Linked DNA regions of Mus musculus: region 2 is linked to region 1. The links are chromatin contacts, called in public HiChIP or PLAC-seq maps. All regions are on one chromosome and are shown on one strand. The core of a region is the stretch at or near the end of the contact, and the rest is flanking DNA. Distances in the headings are between cores, read along the strand shown.

Region 1 (5,872 bases), core at 2,048-4,547:
AGTGTGGGGTCTGGCTGAGAAGGGTCATACTCGTGTTTCTTTCCCGTCACAGCCCGGCTCCAGGGTCAGGACAAAGAAGCCTGTGCTGAATCACAGAATGTCGTAAGAGCTGGGTTGAAACCATGTAGATTTTCGTAATCACATAGAAATATGGATAGCTACTTTCCTTTGTAACTTTTGACACCATCAGTGTAAAAAAATGTCCTTCCATATAAATCATGATGCTGTAACATATTATATGAATTAAGTATTATTTTTTGGTTTTTTGTTTGTTGGTTGGTTGGTTGGTTTGTTTAAGTCACCAGACTGTATATGTTTAGCAAGGATGACGTGCTTGTGCGTGACAAGCCAGTGCTAAAGTATGCCATTTTTGCTTGAATGCTCTTTTTGATGGTTCACACCATAGACAGCGATTTAAACAGTTGAAACCTGGGGCTGGAGAGATGGCTCAGCGGTTAAGAGCACTGACTGCTCCTTCAGAGGTTCTGAGTTCAATTCCCAACAACCACATGGTGGCTCACAACCATCTGTCATGGAATGCGATGCATTCTTCTGGTGTGTCCGAAGAGAGTGACAGTGTACTCACTTAAAATAAATAAATAAATAAATAAATAAATAAATAAATAAATAAATAAATCTTTTTTTAAAAAGCTGAAACCTTTACTCAACATTGAAACATGCTTTTCTCTGCACCAGAATCGATAGCAACATCATAAAAGGAACTTTTTTCTGGACAAGATAAAAAAAGTGTGTGAAGGGAAAAAAAAAAAAAAAAGACAAAGCTATTTCCCTCTAAGGAAAATAGTCAGTGATGCACTATTCCCATGCTCCTCAACCTTTGTGTCACGACCTTTGGGGCTTGAGTGACATTTTCATAAGGTTAGAATATCAGATATACTGCATAAAGACATTTACATTTCGACTCACAATAGTAGCAAAATTGTAGTCACAGAGTAGCAACAGAGATAATCTTATAGTTGGGGGGTCACCACAACCTGAGGAACTGTAATGAAAGGGTCTCAGCATTAGGAAGATTGAAAACCACTGTGTTATACTGTTTTCTAATCTATTTCTTCATGATATATAGATATTTTGATTTAATATGAATATTTTCCCATGTGTGTCTGGTTACCTTTTTAATTCAAGCTTTGGAATACTCTATTTAATAAAATAATATCTTGAGGCAGACAAAAATAACTTCTTATAGAAGAATGAGCCTGTTCTGAGCTCTCTATGTACAGTAGAGAAAAGGTGGCTATACAGAGACAGGGATCAGCACAATCAGTTGCAAGAGTCTATTTCTTTCTGTGTGGAGAGGACCACCGTGTGCACAGCATACTCAGGTAACTGTGTAGAGTGATGGGGACAGGGTAGTCTTTGGATTCAAGTCAAGATGACCCCTCTGGTTCCACCATTTCACTCACCATGTGGTGCTGGCCAATCATGTGACCCTTCTGACTGCTGAAATAAACAGTGCCTGCCAATCAGGGCTCCTCTAGGTAATGAGACAAAACATACAGTCAGCAAGCCTGCTGTCTGGATGTGTCAGGCCCAGGAGAAATGATGGAAGAAACTTAAGATCTAGACTTATAAATTTTAAGCACACATCGTAGAGAAGAGCTTACAACCATAATAAACCCAGATAACTCTTTAAATATTTATTTGTATATTTATTGTTTTCTCTTCTACTTGCAAAACTATTACTGCCAAGGAGGGACTGGAAAATGGTGAGCCAGCAGTCCTGCCTTGAATGTGCTCTTCCTCAGAGTGCAGCAGGACTCGGCCAATCGCCGTGCTCACTTAAGTCAAGATGCCCTTCCCGAAGGCTCATGACCAGCCTGGGTTAGGCGTTAGCTCACTGGAGAGCTCCAAGGGACAGTCACAATCTAAGGAAGTATCCTGTGGCTTTTAAGAAGATGCAAGTTTGAAGCAAATATTTTTAGTATACATTAATTTTCAGAATGCAGATAGCTTCAGTGAGCCCTATTGTGGTTGGTGAGGTTCAAAGTGTGACTTCTGGGTGCTTAAATTGGTTTCTAAACATATTGTAAGGGGAGAACATTTCTAGTATACCTTCAAAGGCAAATAATACTGAATGTGGGACTAAGGATGTAGTGCTCTGGTACAGTGCTTGCTAAGTACGCACAGGCCCTGGGTTTGATCCCTAGAACTGAAAAGCAAAACTGAGGGTGTCTGTAAAATCAGCAGCTTTGAGGCAAGTGTCTAATCTTTATTTCCAAATAAGACTGCAAAGCAAGAGGAATGCATTCAGGTCTAATCCTAAGCCTGGAGGGGGTGAGATGGGAAGACATTCCCAGTAAGGGTACTGGCATGGCGGTGCAGTAAGTGCGGTAGTTGATATGCACGTGCTATTAAATAACAGCAAACAGGGTCTCTCCAGAGAGATGGTACTGTCTGCATCTTTTAGGAGAAGTTCAAGTCCTAGAAGGAATACGGGCTTTCTAGACCCAGAAGCTGCCTCTCTGGTCAGAGTACATAGTTCAGTGCTATACAGGACCGGAAGTTTAGCTCTGTGGCTTGGGGGAGGGTATAAAGAGAGAGGTGGGAGTGAGCCTGAGCCACTGGGCTGAATTGATGTTTTACTTTTAGAAAAGATAGCGTTGTCATCATCTCTAATTCAGAGAAATGTTGAGAATGTAATATAATGCGTAAAAGCAGAAAGAAGAACAGAAGCAACCCATGTAAAATAATAATCTCCACAGCACAGAATTCATTCAAACACTTCCGTGCTAAGTCCAGTCTTATATAGGAAAGTGGGTGCCGCCTGTTCTAGTCCCTCCAGTAGGCAGAGTTTGCTCTGCCACACACATCAGAAACTGATCAGCAGAATACATCATCTGCTTGGTGCTGGAACTAAGTACTACTGAGCTGCACAATGTCCGTGTCCCCTTATGCACTCAACCACCAATGCTCCTCAAACGGCAGTTACCACAGATCTGTATACAGTTAGATTTTTAGAGCTTGAGTTCATAGAAATGGCAAAAGAATACATATATGTATAAAGTAAATGTATGCATGCTGTGTGTTTCGTATGTCTGTTCTCTTTAGAAGAATGGTGGTGAGATGCTCTAGTGGGCATCACACAGGAAATCCTCAAGGAGACAGAAGCAAAAGCTGTACTGTTCGTGTATCACCTCTCAGCCTTGTCCCCTGGGGTTTCTCCTTAATTGGAGAACTTGAAAGTCAGGATTCTAGACACGGCCTTACCACTGTCTCCACGTCTGCCTCCTCTCAGACAGGGCCTCTTTCTGTGTCTAGTGCCCGGTGCTCAGTTTCCTGCTCTGTCACATGAAAGACTTTTCAACTGGGCTCCACAGATCCCACAAAGCCGCTTCAAGGGCCCCTCTGAAGGATGAAGGGCAACATCCTGCCAGTTCAGCCTCTTCAAACGGCATCTTGGCTTTTATTTGTGTGGCAGTTGGCCTGTCGCAAGACTTTTGAACAAAAGGATCCCAACACTTTAAAAGTCTGAAAGTCACTGACCCAGACATTTCCTAAGTCCCTCTACACGCAGATTGGTTCCACATCTATAAAATGAAAGTGACGGCTCTTGCTTAGGTGGCTGAAGGGTCATCAAGACATTCTGTGTGAACAGAGCCCGTGCAACATGGGAGACAGCGAATGTGTTAGCCATCACTTCCTCCACCCCTCCCAGATGGTCTCACCCATCAGCCTGGACATCCTATGACTCCTGTAATTTGAATATGAAGTAACTACCTGAAAAATGAGTGCTCTGTCTGCTTTATGCCAGCAACAGCATAAAAGTGGTTTGGACCTTTACCTTGTGAATATAAAAAACTTATTCTGTGGGTTTTTTTTTTTTTTTGTGCATGTGAACGTGTGTGTGTGTGTGTGTATGTATGTATGTACCCATGCCAAAGCACACACTGAAGGTCACCAGACTCAGTTTTGTCTTTTCCCCATGAGGGTCCTGGGGATCAGACTCAAGTCCTCAGACGTGGCAAAAAGCTCCTTTACCCACCAAGCCATACCTTGTTTATATCTTTACCTTTGATATATTCTTCTCACATAATGAGGACAGTATATAAACACGCGCACACGATGTAGTTCTCCTCCATGTCATGTTTTTAAAATAATTCCGACCAGGCATTTATGAAAGTTAACATATCTGTGTGTTTCAGGCTTGCTAGCTCCTGGGAAGGTGACATCAGCGTCCACCCTTTAACCCTGCCCTCTGCAACCTGTTTGGAGCTGCTGCTAATACTATCCAGGAACAATGCCTCCCTGCCTCTGTCCCTTCGCCAAATGAATTCCTTCCAGGTAAGAAACAGCTCCTTAATGAAGAGGTTTTTCAAAGATCTTGTCATTCACAGGAGAGAGTCCATGGCGAGCAAGTTTCAAATGACAATGATAGTCAGGAGCACAATGCTCTCTTCAGTGAGGGACCACGTGAAGCCTCAGAAGTCAGGCATTATCTAGCACGGGCAGACCCACAGCTCCATCTCCAGGTCTTGCCCTAACCTCTGTCTTCTTTTCCTCAAGAGAAGTGGCAAGAAGATCTGGCCAAGAGGTTCTCAGCCTTCCTAACACTGTGACAACAGCTTTTAAACAGCTCCTCATGCTATAGAGCACCCCCCAAACATAGAATAATTTCACTGCTACTTCATAACTGTAATTTTGCTACTGTTGTGAATTGTCATGAATATATCAATTCAGGATATATGTATGCAACCCCCATGACCTAATGGCTGAGAACCACTGCTCTAGAGCAAAGCCGTTGGGTCATTTTCAGTGGCTTGAAGGCAGATGCTGACTGGGCGTTTACTAGGGCTGGAGAATCCATGTTCTCAGGACCATTCTCTCTCCTCAGCCCCCCCTCAGCCCTTCTCCCCGCCCTGGGTATTTATTTGTATAGTTCCCTGCTGCTCATGTAGACTGGATGACAGGAGTATAAGTCTTCCTTAGCAGCCAATAAATTGTCACATGAGGTGGCAAATGGAAACTAAGGATGAGAGTTAAGTAGTGGCTTGTGCTGTGACCCTAAAGCTACTGAATAAAACTGAGTGCATCTCTCTGGCTTACAAGAGTAGAATAATATTCATAAGATCTCAGACACTGGTGGGAGAGGCACGCACTGCCAGGAAGTGAGTGCAGGTAGAGTGGGCAGTTCCTGGGAAGGGTTGCTGATATATTCTAGGACAGTGCCAAGAGCAGAAAGTGTGACTTAGTGTTTCTCTGTCGCATGGCAAACAGGACATGGAAAATTCAGGAAATGGATCAAAAGCATGTGTTCCAGTGTAATTTACTCCATATTTTCTTGGAGATCTGTTGTATCTGTTGTCTCTGTGAGTCACTTCCTTTGTCTGAACCGTGGGTGCCAACACAAAGTTCAGACACTGGCTTCTGTATCACTCTTTCTCTATTGTTAACCAACTTCAATCCCAGACATGTAGAGGGACCTTAAATCACACTCTCTCCTTCTGCAGGAGGGAAACTCCAGATGACCTCTGGTCTGCTGGAGACCAAACTGAAGCTGCATCATCGTTACTCCTCCTCAACACACACACACACACACACACACACACACACACATACACACCATGCTGAAATATTGTGAGTTGAGAAACATGAATGTAGGTAGAGGTGGATTCTATCATCTGTATCTTCCAGGGTGTCCACATATACTCTGTCATTTTACATTAATATAAAATGTTTTATTTGTATGCCACCTTGAACCAGATATGATTTAAAATTCTGTAATCAGTCCTTGTAATGAGTAGCACAAACCTTTGATTATGACCATCTCTTTCTATGGAGAGAGGTACAACTTAGCAGCCATTTCAGGAGAGCAACATTCATAGTATATTCTCTTCTGTCTCTCATGGAGTAT
Region 2 (5,872 bases), core at 2,049-4,548, 76 kb before region 1:
TCTCCCTGGTCAGTCTTCTATGCAACCAGGCTTCCGCTGGCTCTTTCCTGTTCCCTCTTCTCCCCTCTACATGCTGCAACCTTCTTATAGACCAAGAGTCTTCTTGGAATCTATGGGTATAAGTTCTAACTCCCCACAGAGGTGTTGTTCGGAGGCAGGGCCTCTAAGAGATCTTGAGGATGGAACCACTAAGATGAGTGAGATGCAAGCAGAAGGAGACCCCCCCCCCCAGCTGCCTTCCTACACATCATCTTATGGAGACCGTGTGGTTCATGGAACAGCCAGTCAGATTTACAAGTTCAGCTGAAAAATCAACACAAGAAAACTTACATCTGTGTTGAATGTGTGTGTAAACTTTCCTCCCGCGCTGAGATCTCCTAAGCAGTACAGTTGAGGACTGTAGACACACAACCCGATGTTTTGGGTGTTATGTGCAATGCTGACAGTGTGTGTGCACTTTAGTCAGCTCTGTGTAAGTGGTTGAATTTTTCACAACTGAGAAGATTAGCCATCCGAAGCAGGGGCAGAAGCAGGGGCAGTGGGGGCTCAGGTTACCAGTGGTGTTTTGGGGGGACATTTCTAGGTGCCAACTGTGCTTCAAAAATACTGCAGTAGCAAGGTGGACACCAAGCTATCTCATGGCTTCTTTTGGCACAGCCTGTGAACTAAGAACTGGCTTTTTTTTTTTTTCTGTTGTTTGGGGCGTTTGTTGTTGTTTGAGATAAGTTCTCACTGTGGGTCCTAGGCTGGTGGAGAACTCAGGAAATATTTACTCTCTGACTTTTTACAGAAACCTTGCTGACATCTGTGACTTTTTATGACAATCTTGATTACCGGCTAAGCAGTACTTTGATTTTCTGACTTTAATGCTGTTCTCAGAAGCAAGAGTTAAAAACATGACCTGGGAATCTCACGTGGTGATGGCTGCAAGCCCTGCCTGATCTAACCTAGTCCAGCTTGTCTCCCAGGGTCTGTTTCTGTTTTCCTGGGACAAGGATTTTAGGGTCTCTATGCTGGGTTAAGGTTTGGATTTTGTAAGCTTTGCCTTTCATCAGAGAGAAGTCGTCACTTGGCTTTTATTTTGTGTCATCAGTGGGCCAGATGAAGGAGGGATGCACCTGGACATTTCCATAACGCCCACCTCTCTTTTGGTGAGAACCCCTGACGGCTGCACCGAGATCCGACTTCCAGCAGGGGTCAGACTTGTACCTTCCTCGTGTGGCGGGCTGCAGTATATCAGTGGCGATGGTTTACATCTGCGCTTGCGGGTCCAGGCTGAATCCAGCCCACGTGAGTAGGAGCGGCACTCCTGGAGGGCTTTGACGTTTTTTTAGTTGAACTTTTCCCAGGTGAAAAGTTAGGCAATCAATGACCTGGAGGGGTCGAGAGATTCCAGGGTCTGGAACAGTTCTGCCAGTTAGCAGCTGTGTGCTGTGTGCTGTATCACTCTCCTTTCTCAAACCTTCATGTCTTTCTTTTAACAGTATGTTTAAAAATGCGCTTTAATTTTTAGGGGATGTTTAGCCTTGTCGCAAATTTGAGCAGAAGGTGCAGAGATTTCCCCCAAACTGCCCAGTTCGTTTCTTTAACCATAAATGTCCGGCTCACGGATATGAGGATAAAATTATAAAGCTGTTGTATGAAACCTGGTTGGTTTTAAAACACTGCATAGATATGTTTTCATTCAGCAGACAGGTTAGCTTCTACGAGGTGTGTGTGAGCCGTTTGATATGGGTGCTGGAAACACAGATGCCCACAAGCCACATAGCTGTCTGGTAATGTGGAGTGTGTGTCCTAGTGGGCGGGAACAACAGATGCTGAGCAGATAATTAAGTTGGAAACAGCACAATGCTGTGGGCACAGTAACAGAGTAATGCTGTGGGGAGTGACTGAGTTTCGTGAAGGCCACCCTGAGGGCGTGACAGTTTGAGCAGTAGACATTATCCCGGCTATGAAGAGACCATTTTAGATGGAACAGTACAAGTAGAGACATAATATAATATTGTTGTGGTTGGATTGTGGTTGTATACAAACTCAAAATGCATCTCGATGCAATTAGGTAGTAAACCTTTTCTTTTTGTAAGCTCTCATGACTTTTTTTTTTTTTTTTTAAATTCTGCTCATTGCATTTCTTACAATGTGCTATAATAGACAAGGCAGACAGCATTGGAAGGAACCGTGTTGATGCTTCGTGTCAGAGAAAGGCTTTGCTTGTGTCTATGACACCCTGAGACCTTATTGTTGAGCCATCTGTAGGTACTTTATCAGAACTATGTAGAGTCTAGAGGTGGGGACAACAGGATTGTCCCAAAAAGCCTGTAAGAGACATGAAGCTATCCCCTGGCTTTGGAAAGACAAGAGAAGATGGGGGTGGTTGGGGAGGGGGGGGGGGATGTTACTCTTTTTTTTTTCTTTTTCTGGCCTAAGGGTAATTTTGCTAATTTCTGAATTAGTGAATGGCTAAAGTATGCAGAAACAATTTTAGAAACAAGGAACAGGAAAAAGAGATGTCCTGACATGCTTAAGTGACATCTGATAAACACCTGGAATGACATTGAATCCTGAAAAGGAAAAAGTAAACAAAAATTGTTCCTCTCCCCCAGCTCCCCCACAGCACGCAGGAACTTCCTGTTGAGTTTGGAAACTGGCAGAAGGCAGGCACGAGAGCCACCTTGTTCCCTGGGACTCTGATGGAGACCCTCAGGGACATAGAATTTGGGTTTGTTGCCTAATCATAGTCTGCAACTGAATTATTTTCAACATTTTCAGTTAATGAGCAACATTTAATATTCTAACCATGGACAAAATAAATCCACTGCTGTGTGCTGGTTTGTGTATTGTTTGTGTTTGTTGGACTATTTCTTTGTGTTTTTTGAAACATTTTGTTCAAATACCTGAAAAGGGAACTTTCAAAGCCTGTTCTCTGGTGCATGAAGATCTGTGTAAAGCAGGTTCCTCCATCTTTGATTGCTTTAGTGCTTTTTGCATAATAGGTGGGGGCTAAGCATTTGCTGCATGAATGACAATCAGGTAGGTGAATACTGGTGTGCACTGGAATCTAAATATTGTAGGAAGTAACTTGAAATTTTTAGCATTAATTATGTCTCAGGGTTTTCAAGCGTTGCGTTTTCAGCTGTAAGACCACGCTTTCCGGAGCAATCATGATACACATCACCCTGGCACACTACACCGTTTGGAGGTTAGTGTAGGTGAAGTGGTGACCTCTTGTGTGTGGAATTTGACCTGGGGATACATCTTTCCCAGCAGCAATGCTTATCCAGGATGCCACACGACCCAGTGGCCAGCAGAGGGCAGTGTTCCACTGGAAACGGATTCATTCTGGCTAGCCCGTTGGAGGGCTCACCTAGGTCCTCGTTATCGATGCTCCGCATTAGAGAATAATACTGTTTATTTAACCTCCGTGCAGCAGGGATTTGTGTAGACACTTAGAGATTAACTGCAGAGTTTTTTAATTGCCAGGACTTAAACTTTCTGGCATCTGAAAAGCATCTTAAACTACACACAAAAGAACAGCAAGTGGATTCTATTCTTCGCTTCTAATAACTAGGACTTCATTAATTCAATTAGGTTTTTTTATAGACTAGTAATACAGTATTTTTTTTTACATAAAACTTACCTTCATTTACAAATGAGACATCAGGAATGAGGGGAACAGCTATCCACTGCAGCTGTGTGGGAAGTCCATGTGTTCCCATAGCACCCAGTATCTCCCCTCCCTCTCACACCCATCTCCCACAGCTTCAGCAGACACTGCATTTTGCTCTTGGGTGAGGACACTCTACAGAGCTTTGCGTTCCTTAGGTCTGCTCCACAGAGACCCGTCTAGCCATTCATTTTGCTTGCTCATACTGTGTAATGGGCAGGGGTGGACATAAACCGTAAACATAAAAAGTGAGAAAGCCAGATTGAACTTACATGTTAGAAGTCCATCTCTCCTCATTGTTAATATAGAATTTACTGTATTTATGGAATGAGAGAAGGAACTCACCAGTATGTTCCATGGTAATCTAGGGCAGCTCCTGGCTCAGGAATTCTAAGCAAAATGTCTTTTGTTTTTGGAAACACTTGGCAGTGTTTGCTTCTGGTTGAGTCATTGGATAGTTCTAATTAAGCCTACACTTCAGAGTAAACCGTAAACAGCGTGTATTGCTGGTAATTTATTGTGCTAGCAAACTCTTTAAATATGATAATTTGTTCCAAACCTCTAAAACTCTGTTGATTTCCTTCAGAGCCGATTTCAGTGTTTAATCAAAGCTTGCAAGCCCAAGAATGTTGCACCTTTTATTGCCAGTCCTGTGGTGAAGTCACGATAAAGGACAGGTAAGGAATGTGTCCAACCCTGATTAAACTGTTTCTGGGAGTAATTACCAAGGGAACTGTGGAGGGCCTTAAAGTAAGAGCCGACTTAGTGTCACTTGGAACAAAGTGAAGCCCGACTCTCACCGTGGTGCTGGAGCGGAACGGGAGTCTGGTCTGAGGGAGGAAGCTGGTTATGGTGGAAGAGCTGGGCCCGTCACTGAGCAGAGAACCATGGAGTTGATCTCCTGTGTGTCCCTTTTGGTCTGAGGGTGTGTGAAGGTTTCCACAGAAAGTGAAGTTTCTACCTGTTAGAAGCTGTGCAGCAGGACTTTGTTATCTGTGCTAGCTCAGTCAGGGCTTTTCTAAAACCCATTTCCTAGCTCCCCTGCGTGTAAGATGGAGCATACGGAGCACTCATTAACCTTTTCTCGGTGATTAGGTTAATCTTGTAACCGGCACTGGTGATGTGCCATAATTACCCTGTGGAGAAGGGAAGGACTCTTAGCTATTTCCTCAGCATTCCCATTTCCCTCTTCCTCAAGTGAGCTTTCCAGTTTCTTGGGCACAAATGCTTCCTCTGAATTTTCAGCTTCTAGCAACGACTCACGTGGAAGACGGCTGAAAGCATTACTGTTAGCGGTATTTAATGGAAGCATTTGGTGTTCTTTGATGGCTTTTCTAAGTCAGGTGCCTGGGACCAGCAAGGGATGCTTCCTTTCTGAAGTCTGCTCCTTTCTCAATGTCCCTGGCGCTATAATGCCAGACCTTTGCCTGGTAGATGTCTTCTGTTCCCCATACAGAGTCATCAGCCACTGTGGCCGTTCATTGCCTTTAGAGCTGAAGTCACCTGCCTTTGCCCACTGTCTCCCCACCTAATGGCACTTAGTCAGCAGCTTTCTGCCTGCTCAGCCTGCTTCTGGTTCTGCCCTGTGCAGATGCACCCCCCCCCCCCCCACCACCACCGAGTATGTCTTCTGAAGAACAGTTGTTCTTCCTGGATGGAGCCCAGGAATCCTTTGCCTACCGCAGCAGCTCTCCGGTCCTCCCTCCCATTTCAGCCTCCTCCCTCCTTGCCAAGCTTACAGGTATCACACGGGCCTGGTCATGAGCATGTGTTCCATACCTTTGCCGGGTTTTCTGAATCCTATCTTTACAGGATATCCCTAACGTGAAGGCTACTCCCTTTCCTGAATGCAGCTCCCTTTCCTGAAGGCTACTCCACCCTCTCTTCCTCCCTGGTTAGTCACCACCTGCTAACTCAGCTGACATAGCATTCGCTTGTCTTGTGATGTAGCGAGCCTTGTCTCTCTCCTGGGTTGCATCAGGTACTCTCCTGAGGTTCCTTTGCCTGTCTACGCACGCTGGGCTTGAAGAATGGGAAGAGCCACACTGACTTCCGTGTCCTTTGTTCCTGCTTTCTTGATTGTATAGCATAGAGAGGGAGTCAGCAGTGGCAAGGCGTGTTTCCATCCACCATTCACTATCCCAGCGGTCTTGGATAACTTATTATCCAATAAGTCCTTATTGAGAAAGTGTAGCTAACAGTAAGACT

What was found. HiChIP or PLAC-seq counts read pairs in DNA pulled down with a chosen protein or histone mark.
Region 2: an H3K27ac HiChIP or PLAC-seq map of T-cell acute lymphoblastic leukemia shows a contact between it and region 1, with 2.0 times the contacts expected there. The contact joins two enhancer-like sites. A contact is called at or near these places in 3 of 484 Hi-C or Micro-C datasets (the HPC-7 cell line and nephron progenitors) and 3 of 115 datasets of contacts at active chromatin or transcription factors (T-cell acute lymphoblastic leukemia, a colorectal cancer cell line and regulatory T cell precursor).

Annotation. Positions count from the first base shown.
Region 1 is chr9:86,370,771-86,376,642 of GRCm38.p6, reverse strand. Ube2cbp (ubiquitin-conjugating enzyme E2C binding protein) reads left to right here. Exons shown (of 10, transcript NM_027394.2): 9 at 4,164-4,302. Among named protein-coding and RNA genes, the nearest start is that of Ube2cbp, 91 kb to the left of the region's middle. Within about 2 kb of position 3,297, at least 28 of the 459 cell types and tissues checked have an H3K27ac peak or open chromatin away from gene starts, as enhancers often do. A contact at or near this core is called in T-cell acute lymphoblastic leukemia, where this site is marked.
Region 2 is chr9:86,447,232-86,453,103 of GRCm38.p6, reverse strand. Ube2cbp (ubiquitin-conjugating enzyme E2C binding protein) reads left to right here. Exons shown (of 10, transcript NM_027394.2): 2 at 1,094-1,290; 3 at 4,251-4,341. Among named protein-coding and RNA genes, the nearest start is that of Ube2cbp, 15 kb to the left of the region's middle. Within about 2 kb of position 3,298, at least 16 of the 459 cell types and tissues checked have an H3K27ac peak or open chromatin away from gene starts, as enhancers often do. A contact at or near this core is called in T-cell acute lymphoblastic leukemia, where this site is marked.